Regions from separate parts of the Mus musculus genome. Here all the other regions are linked to region 1. The links are chromatin contacts, called in public HiChIP or PLAC-seq and promoter capture Hi-C maps. All regions are on one chromosome and are shown on one strand. The core of a region is the stretch at or near the end of the contact, and the rest is flanking DNA. Distances in the headings are between cores, read along the strand shown.

Evidence for each region. Promoter capture Hi-C pulls out the DNA fragments that hold promoters and counts their contacts. HiChIP or PLAC-seq counts read pairs in DNA pulled down with a chosen protein or histone mark.
Region 2: a promoter capture Hi-C map of hippocampal neurons shows a contact between it and region 1, with 2.1 times the contacts expected there. The contact joins the promoter of Rasl11a here to the promoter of Flt1 in region 1. A contact is called at or near these places in 1 of 39 promoter capture datasets (hippocampal neurons) and 1 of 115 datasets of contacts at active chromatin or transcription factors (astrocytes).
Region 3: an HNF4G HiChIP or PLAC-seq map of pancreatic cancer cells shows a contact between it and region 1. The contact joins the promoter of Usp12 here to the promoter of Flt1 in region 1. A contact is called at or near these places in 1 of 115 datasets of contacts at active chromatin or transcription factors (pancreatic cancer cells) and 1 of 9 other capture datasets (adipose tissue).

Annotation. Positions count from the first base shown.
Region 1 is chr5:147,724,716-147,727,415 of GRCm38.p6, reverse strand. It overlaps Flt1 (FMS-like tyrosine kinase 1), which reads left to right and starts at 1,405. Exons shown (of 30, transcript NM_010228.4): 1 at 1,405-1,745. The coding sequence starts at 1,682.
Region 2 is chr5:146,843,686-146,846,385 of GRCm38.p6, reverse strand. Rasl11a (RAS-like, family 11, member A) reads right to left here and starts at 1,315. Exons shown (of 4, transcript NM_026864.1): 1 at 1,046-1,315; 2 at 670-726; 3 at 467-546. The coding sequence starts at 1,169.
Region 3 is chr5:146,793,595-146,796,294 of GRCm38.p6, reverse strand. It overlaps Usp12 (ubiquitin specific peptidase 12), which reads left to right and starts at 1,339. Exons shown (of 9, transcript NM_011669.3): 1 at 1,339-1,680. The coding sequence starts at 1,633. It overlaps 1700041I07Rik (a long non-coding RNA gene), which reads right to left and starts at 470. Exons shown (of 2, transcript XR_377208.4): 1 at 173-470.

The sequences.
Region 1 (2,700 bases), core at 156-2,655:
AGCAATTTGAGGCGCCGGAGGCAGAGGGCAGGAATACTGACCCTAGTGGAAGCTTGTAGAGAAATCAGAATTGGCTGGGGAAGTCCGCAGGTGAGCTTAGGCTCACAGCGGTCTTTCCCTTCTGCTAGACCATGAAGGAGAAAAGGAATCTCACTTGCCCTGGCTCAGAGGCTCCCGGTGCCCTAGTAGAGCTGCGGGTGGTGGTGGCCCAGACTCTCTTAGGAATGAGGCAACTCAGGTTGCGCAACCTTCCCTACCGGAGGTTTAGTCTAGTCCTTCAGGAAAAGCCTCTGGTCCCATTTAGGAGCCATTTTATCACGGGTATCTGGCAGGTTCTATTGAGGCTATTTTTCAAACCTGCAGTATTTACAGGGACAAGACTGGGCTGCTCCGGGGAGGCCGGGACGACTTCAGCCTTCCAGTTAATGGATGCATAATTGAGGAACAACGTGGAATTAGTGTCATCGTAAATGATCTAGTGTCTCAAGTTAATTTCACCCGTTTTTTGTTCCAAGAACATTCGAGTCAGTCATCTTGGCTAGCCGGCTTCCACCAAAAAGATTTGTTTTCCATCCAGCGTTTCAGACCTAGAGTTCAAGTTCTTGGCCCTTACAAGTTGCAGGAGCGTGTCTCACGCCTTGGCTTTTTTTTTTTTTTTTTTTTTTTTTTTTAAGGTAACATGTTATTCCTTGTTTTGCTTCTAGGAAGCAGAGGGTTGAGGAAATGGCTTGGGCGGGTGCATTAATGCAGCCGAAAAAGACACAGACTCCCTCCCTTGGGACCCGCGCGGCCCCGCGCTCTTTCCGAAGGTGCCTGGCAAGGCGTCCGGTTCCCTCGGACGCTCCGGGTCCAAGTGCCTTAAGCGGAGGGTCTCTGGCGCCTTCCTTCGCTGTCTGGCAACAGTCTGGCGGGGTCAGGGACCGGCGGGACCGCTCGGGAGAGGGCTCGACTGCGCCTCGTTCCTCGGTGCCAGGGACACCGTCGCGGGAGGCGCGGCCAGCTTCCCTAGGATAAGACTTCCCGCCCCGGGGGCAGGGCGGTGCACTTAGACGGTCCCCTCCTCAGTTTCGGGCGGTCACCAGAGCTGAGTAAGCTCGGTGGAGGGAGCTGGGTAAGGATTTCCTGAGAGCGATGGGCAGGAGGGGCTGGGGCAGCAGAGCACAGAGCAAGGACCCTGAACCTGCGAACCTGTCCGGCGACCCGCGCGCCTAGCGCCACCGCACGCGCGCTCTGGCCCCCGGGCTACCCGCCCTCGCCGGCCCCCGCCCCTCCGGGAGGAAGAAGAGGGTAGGTGGGGAGGCGGATGAGGGGTGGGGGACCCCTTGACGTCACTGGAAGGAGGTGCCGGGGTAGGAAGTGGGCTGGGGAAAGGTTATAAATCGCCCCCGCCCTCGGCTGCACTTCAGCGAGGTCCTTGAGAGGCTCGGAGCGCGGTGGCGGACACTCCCGGGAGGTAGTGCTAGTGGTGGTGGCTGCTGCTCGGAGCGGGCTCCGGGACTCAAGCGCAGCGGCTAGCGGACGCGGGACGGCGAGGATCCCCCCACACCACCCCCCTCGGCTGCAGGCGCGGAGAAGGGCTCTCGCGGCGCCAAGCAGAAGCAGGAGGGGACCGGCTCGAGCGGCTGCGCCGTCGGCCTCGGAGAGCGCGGGCACCGGGCCAACAGGCCGCGTCTTGCTCACCATGGTCAGCTGCTGGGACACCGCGGTCTTGCCTTACGCGCTGCTCGGGTGTCTGCTTCTCACAGGTGAGGCGCGCCAGGGACCATGAGTTGGAGTTCGGCGGGGATGGGCAGCCACGGGGTGGTCCGGGGGAAGCGAGCTCCGGCGGGAGCCGGGGACACTTGTAGCAGCGGGTACGCCTCGGGACACACGTCTTCCCCTCCACCCCCCAAGTGGGCGCCGCTGGAAGTTGGCATCACCGCTTAGACTCTCCTTAGCTCCACGCTGGGGTCAGAGCCAGAGTGCCTGCCGGGTGTAGCCGGAGCCGCTAGTCCCCTACCGGGTTCCCGGGTAGGCGCTCACTCCTTAGACTCTGGGAGTGCAGATCACCACACGGGTGGACCTTTCAGCATCCAGAGCCTGCTCCTAGGCTGCAGCAGAGTCCTCAAGGGCTAGTTGGAGCAAGCTAGATGTCAGAGAGGCTGCCCGGGGCTGGACAGAGGTGGGGTCGTTAGCGATGAGCTCGCTCCACCAGAGCAAAGGAGGACGAAATTGGGAGGGGTCCCGTGCCCGCGGCGAGCAGATGGAGCCCAGAGAAGGGCCAGCTCTGACTCCCGTACCCGCTTGGGTCCGTCCGGAGGAAGCTGGGGAACGCACAGTCTGCAGGGTTTCTTCCCAGCAGTTCGCGGAGCGCCGTCTCCCGGGTGGGGCCTCCGCGGTGTGGGGCGGGTGTGCGGTCCAGGTCCTCGGAGTGAGTGAGTGACCCAAAGCGACCCGGCAGCAAGTTTTGGAATTTTAAGCCCTACCTTTAGGTTATGAATCTAGAAGAAAAAACAAAAAAACAAAACCACCTGACAATTTAGACTGAAAGCTGTGGTTTAAGTAGTAGGTGAAGTTTGCGACCTCCTAAATCAGCGTTCTCTAGGATATGAAAAGCGCGGGGCGGGGGGGGGGGGGCGACCGATCAGGGGCCGGCAGATTTTAGGAGCATTTAATGTGGAGACCGTCGTCATCCAAGGGTCAAAAAGCTGGAGGGACCTC
Region 2 (2,700 bases), core at 66-2,565, 880 kb after region 1:
GCTGGAACCCAGGAATCCTTACTACTGAACTGGACCCTTAGTTCCAAGGCTGTGGTTTTTAGATTGTCCCAGGATGTGCTCTGAAAGTGTCAATGCCCGCCCGCCTAGGCAGCTCGGGCACCAGTGGTCAGTCAGGGCTACTGCTGGGAGGGGGTGGCTCAGCCTGTAATCCCAACACTTGGGAGGCTGAGGCATCAAAGATTATAAGGAGTCCAAGCAAACCTGAACTACAAACCAGCCAGGGCTACACAGCAATCTTTAAAATAATTAACTAATTATAATTAGCATTTAAGAGGAAACTAGTTCTAATCAACCATTTCTTGCCACCTAGGAGGGCATCCAACATCCCAACCCTCAGCACACCTTGTGTGCCCACACCTACATATTGGGCATGCTGAGACATCTCACTGAGATCCTGGAGCCAAACACCTCAGCCTGCACCACATACCCTCCTGACAGTCCTTACCTGAATGCCTCCCGGAGTGTCCTGGATCTGTAGGGATAGCTGGTCCCCCTCCACATAGACGAGTCTCGAATACAGTTTGCCTGTACAACGAAGAGGAATTTGCATCTAAGTTCCCACGGCCCCATGAGCAAAATAAAGAGAGAGGGGTGGGGAGGGCAAAGAGATACAAGTACAAGAGCCAGGAAGCACGGAAACATTCTTGCCTGTGTTGGGTTCGTAGTCGCCGATGAATCTCTTGGTCAAGAAGCGCACAATCATTGCTGAAAAAATAAAGTAGGAAAATCAGCTGAAGAAGTGGGTCAAGCTGTTCCAAACTGGGCCCTCAAAGGAACAGCACGCGTCCCCCCAGGTTCCCGGGACAAAGCCCCGCCACCGCGGAGTGCCTTTCCCCGCGGAATGTGATGGACCGGACTAGAGCGACACTCAACAGGCACCAACCCCGTCCAGAGCTCAGAAATGGACCTCTGAAGCAACAGGCAGGGGTCTTCCTGCATCCCGGCATCCCGGCATCCCGGCATCCCTGCGGGTGAAGACCCTCCGCTGTCCCTGGGCGGCTTTGCGCGCCTTTGTCCCACTTACCGCTCTTGCCCACACAACCCGCTCCCAGCACGGCCAGCTTGATGTCCTTGGGCAGGAGGTAGTCAGAGGAGGACTCCGGGATGGGGGCCAGCAGAAAGTGCCCAGACATGGTGAGCGGCCGCATGGGCGCGTCCCGAGACCGCGTTGCACGAGAGCCGCCTGGATACGCGCGGACACAACAGCGCCGGGATGTGGCGCGGCCAGCGGTGCTGCCCAGGCTCTTGGATTTTAAAGAGCTCCGGGAGCGCGGTGGCTGCCTCTGGCGCCTCCTTTTCCCCGCCCCTTCCTGGAAGGGTGGGAGCAGCGCCCGAGCAGGGGACTGTCACCCGCGGGCGTGCGCTCCTCAAGGCTGCCTGACGCGCTCTGCCCGCCCAGCTGCGCGGGTTCCTCCCGGTGCAGCCCAGGGGAGGCCTTTGCTCAAATTGTATTTGCCGTGTCCTGGAGGCAGCCTCCAGTCTGGAGCACCAGCCTAGAGCATGAATCTGAGCCACCGAAAGAGCAAAAGTTTCAATTGGCTGGATGTTTCTAGGACAATGGGAAAGAGATCCCTTTTTGTGTCTTTGTCAAACAGTCCTAATGAGAACCCTGATTTTGATCTTCAGCATCCTGTACACTGAGTGTGGTGGCACACTGGCATGCTATCCTAGCGCTTAGCGGGTAGAGGCAGGAGGGTCAGAAGTTTAAGGTTATTCTTGGTCACATAGAGGGTTTGAGTTCAAGGCCAGTTTGGACTACGTAAAACCCGGTCTCAAATATAAACAACTAAAAAATTTAAAAGGGTCCTGAGGGGTGACATCACTGAGGAAATGGGTAGAGCCAGGGCAAGGTTCCTAATTAACTAATTGAGTATGAATCAAGGTAATTGCAGTCACTTCCCTGTGAACTCCCTTAGGGGGCAGTCATGCCCACAGCTCAGCATCCAAACACAGCCCCTTTCTGCTGTGAACAGATTTACTCAAATTCAATGAGCAACACACTTGGGGCCTGGACCTACCTTACTATTCAAAGATTTCCTGGTAGGTACATGGTGGAACTCAGGATAGGGCGTGGGGAGAAGGGCCCAGAAGATAAACATGGCCTTGTTCTTGGATGCCACCATGACAAGGCTGTGTTTTAGTCTCATCTGCCCAATTGTCTAGACAGTCCTACCCTCATTCTTTCCCTTTTTCCTTCTTAGTTTTATCAGGTAGCTTGAACGGCATGACAAATCACACAGAACTCAATGGCTCGCTCCAACAGACTTTTCTTTCAAAAGATTTATTTACTTTCATGGGTATTCTATCTGCATGTACACCTGCATGCCAGAAGTGGGCATCAGATCCCATTATAAATGGTTGTGAGCCATTATGTGGTTGCTGGGAATTGAACTCAGGACCTCTGGAAGAGCAGCCAGTGCTTTTAACAGCTGAGCCATCTCTTCAGCCCCCCTCCCTCCCCTTTTTCCCCAGACACTGCCCCCGATGCCACATACTCCTGTTCTTCCTAATCTATGCCAGGCTCTGACAAGCTTGATTGAGCTCTCTGAGGCCATAACTGAGAAGTTATGAGCCCTAGGGAAATAGGCTGAGTTGCTCCATCACCAACTCACTCAAGTTTGGCTCATTGGGGAGTTTGGCAAGGCTTGTCCCCAGAGTGGCAGAGCAGAGCCCCAAGAC
Region 3 (2,700 bases), core at 90-2,589, 930 kb after region 1:
TTATTTTTTTGGGGACAAGGACTCAAGTGATCCAGGCTGGTCTTGAACTCATTAAATAGCTGAGGATGACCTTACCATAGTAGGATTAGCACTTCAGCTGAGGATATGAAACCTCAGAACACCTACACAAACACTTCGCCAACTAAGCCATATGTCCAGCTCCCATCCTTACCTTTAAAATATAGATGTTGTACGACCATGCTCTATGCTTGTGGAGTCTAGAGTGGCGAGCAACGCGACAAACATTGCATAGATCTGAACTGGTGTAAACCAGAGTCCAAGCCCCTGCCGTGGTATCTACAGAAAAGCGGGAGGCCTAGCCACTACGAAGGTAGATACCTGGAGAATAAGCAGCTGCCAGAATACTTAGCTGTATTCAGTGGGTGTTCCCCTCCCCCAACGCTTACAATGGAATTGCTATGGAAACAGTATTCATGTACCAGAAATCTGTTTCTCGACTAAATTTTGTTCAAATTCTCGGTCTTTTGAATGCTTTGGACTATGAAGTGAGGCTTATCAGATTTTAGAGCTTTCGTCGGAATTTAGGCCCCAAGTTCCACAGACCCGGTGTGGTGGGGAGTTGGGTGGAAGGCAGAAAAGGTCCTACCCTCAGATCACCAATCAAAACAAATCACAGGCTTTTTAAAGTAGTAATTTATGAAGTTTTATGAATTTTCTGCCGGTAGAAAATAGGAAGCGTTCATCCACTAGCTAACACGGTCTATGTGCTCCTCACACATTGGCTTCGGCTTCTTACTTGGGACATACCACCCTGTTACAAATTCCAAGTTGGTATCCCACTGTTTTTCAGGATTGGCTCCCCTTCCTCTTCTCCCCCACTACTGCTAATTCATAGAGTTAAATCTTGTCTTTTTATCTAATTAGCCTTTTCTTAGGGAATTAGGCCCAGATGATTCACCCCAGAAAAACATCCAAGTGCTTGGGACTCTGGCGGGGTTGCCTTCCAACCCATCCAGTTTCCCAGATATGGTCTCCGTCTTCTGTTTCAACTGACTGTCAGTCGCTCTAAAGGCTGCTTGATGTCACAGACGCCGCAGAGCAAAGGCTCGATCCCCTAAAGACCCGCTCTTGCAAGCTAAGGTAGGTGCTTCACGTCGGCGCTAGGACCCATCTGCAGGAGGAACGCGGCACGGGTCTCGCCCCGCCCCAACGCGCACTGGGTGGAGCCGTCCTCCCCAAGCTCGCCCCCCCCCCGTGGGAGGGCGGGGCACCATGGGCGTGGCACAGCTGCGGTGGGCGTGGCGGCGCCGGAGGCGGGCGGGGCGGAAGGACGCTGCCCGGTCGTCGGGGCGGTAGGGCCTGCGCGGAGCTCTCTCCCCAGCGCGCTGGGCGGGGTGTGCTGTGAGCGGCTTCCCGGGCAGGCGCGGGCCCTGAGGCGGCGGCTGCGCCGTGCGCCGGGGCGGAGCCGGGGGCGGGCGGGCGGCCGGCGGGCGGGGGCTGGGCCGGAGGAAGCCTGAGCGCCCGCGGCGACGACGGCAGCGGCGGCCCAGCAGGCTAGAAGCGTGGGTCGGCGGCGGCTCCGGGTGCGGCCGCGGGCTGCGGAGCGAGCGGGCGGCCCGGCTCCCCGCGTCCCCCGCCCGCCGCGACTGTCTGGAAGATGGCGCCGGGCGGATGGAAATCCTAATGACAGTCTCCAAATTCGCCTCCATCTGTACCATGGTAGGTGCGGCGGCAGCGCGGCCCGGGGGGCCGGTCCCCGCCTTCGAGGCGCCGCCCGCGGGCCTGGTCGTGTGCGGGCGGACCGGGCGCGGGGCCGAGTGGCCGCGGGGAAGGCGTGCTGGACACGGCAGGCGGGGCCGGGACACTGGGGATAGGACCGACCGGGGCTCGGGGTTGGGTCCTGACCACGGGGTCGCAGTTGAGGACGGGGAGCTCTGGGTCTGGGCACCGGGGACTCGGGGACTGTGGCTGGGGACTAGGGCCTGGGGGCTCAGGGACGGGGTTGGGGGTAAGGGCTGCAGACTGGGGTTGGGGACTTGGGGACTCGAGGTGTGGACTGAGGTTGGAGGCTGGAGCCGGGACTTTAAACTGGGGACTGGTACCGGGAAGCGAGGGGATTGTGCCAGGGGAAGGGACGCGGCATTTCCTTGGGGCCCTGCGCGGGGCAGGGCGGGGGTCTGCGGCAGGAAGGAAGGGTCTCGATCCTACTGGAAGACGGAAGTCCTGGCGGAGTTCCTCCTCGGGTTAGGTGGAGCCCCAGGCCCTGGCTCGGGAAGGGGGCGTGTGAAGGTGGAAACTTTTAAGAGTGCTGTTGAAATGTTTTCTTATTTTCAACTCTCTGAAGCGATAGGAACTCTTGCGGCTTCCAACCTGTGTCCGTCCAGATGGCAGCCTTGTCTCTGGGAATCTGTGTTAATCTTGAAAAGCTGCATTCGCTTTCCTGTCATTTGTTTATTTTAATAGAGCAGACACCGCTGTGTGGGGTTGAAGTACACAGATTCCCCCGAAAAAAACGAAACGCGCGCGGGTGGGTTCCAAACGTGTTTTTGTGCATTGCCAGAAGCACCACGGCTTCCCACGTGATAAAGCAAATCCATTACCTCCTTTATGAACTTCGCCGTAGAGATTGTGATTTATGAATCAATGAAAAAAGTTACTCTTTGCAGTGTGGGTCTGGAGTTATTTACCAAAGACCTGCACCTGCTTCATCTCCGTTTTTGTGTTCTGGGTTGTATCTAG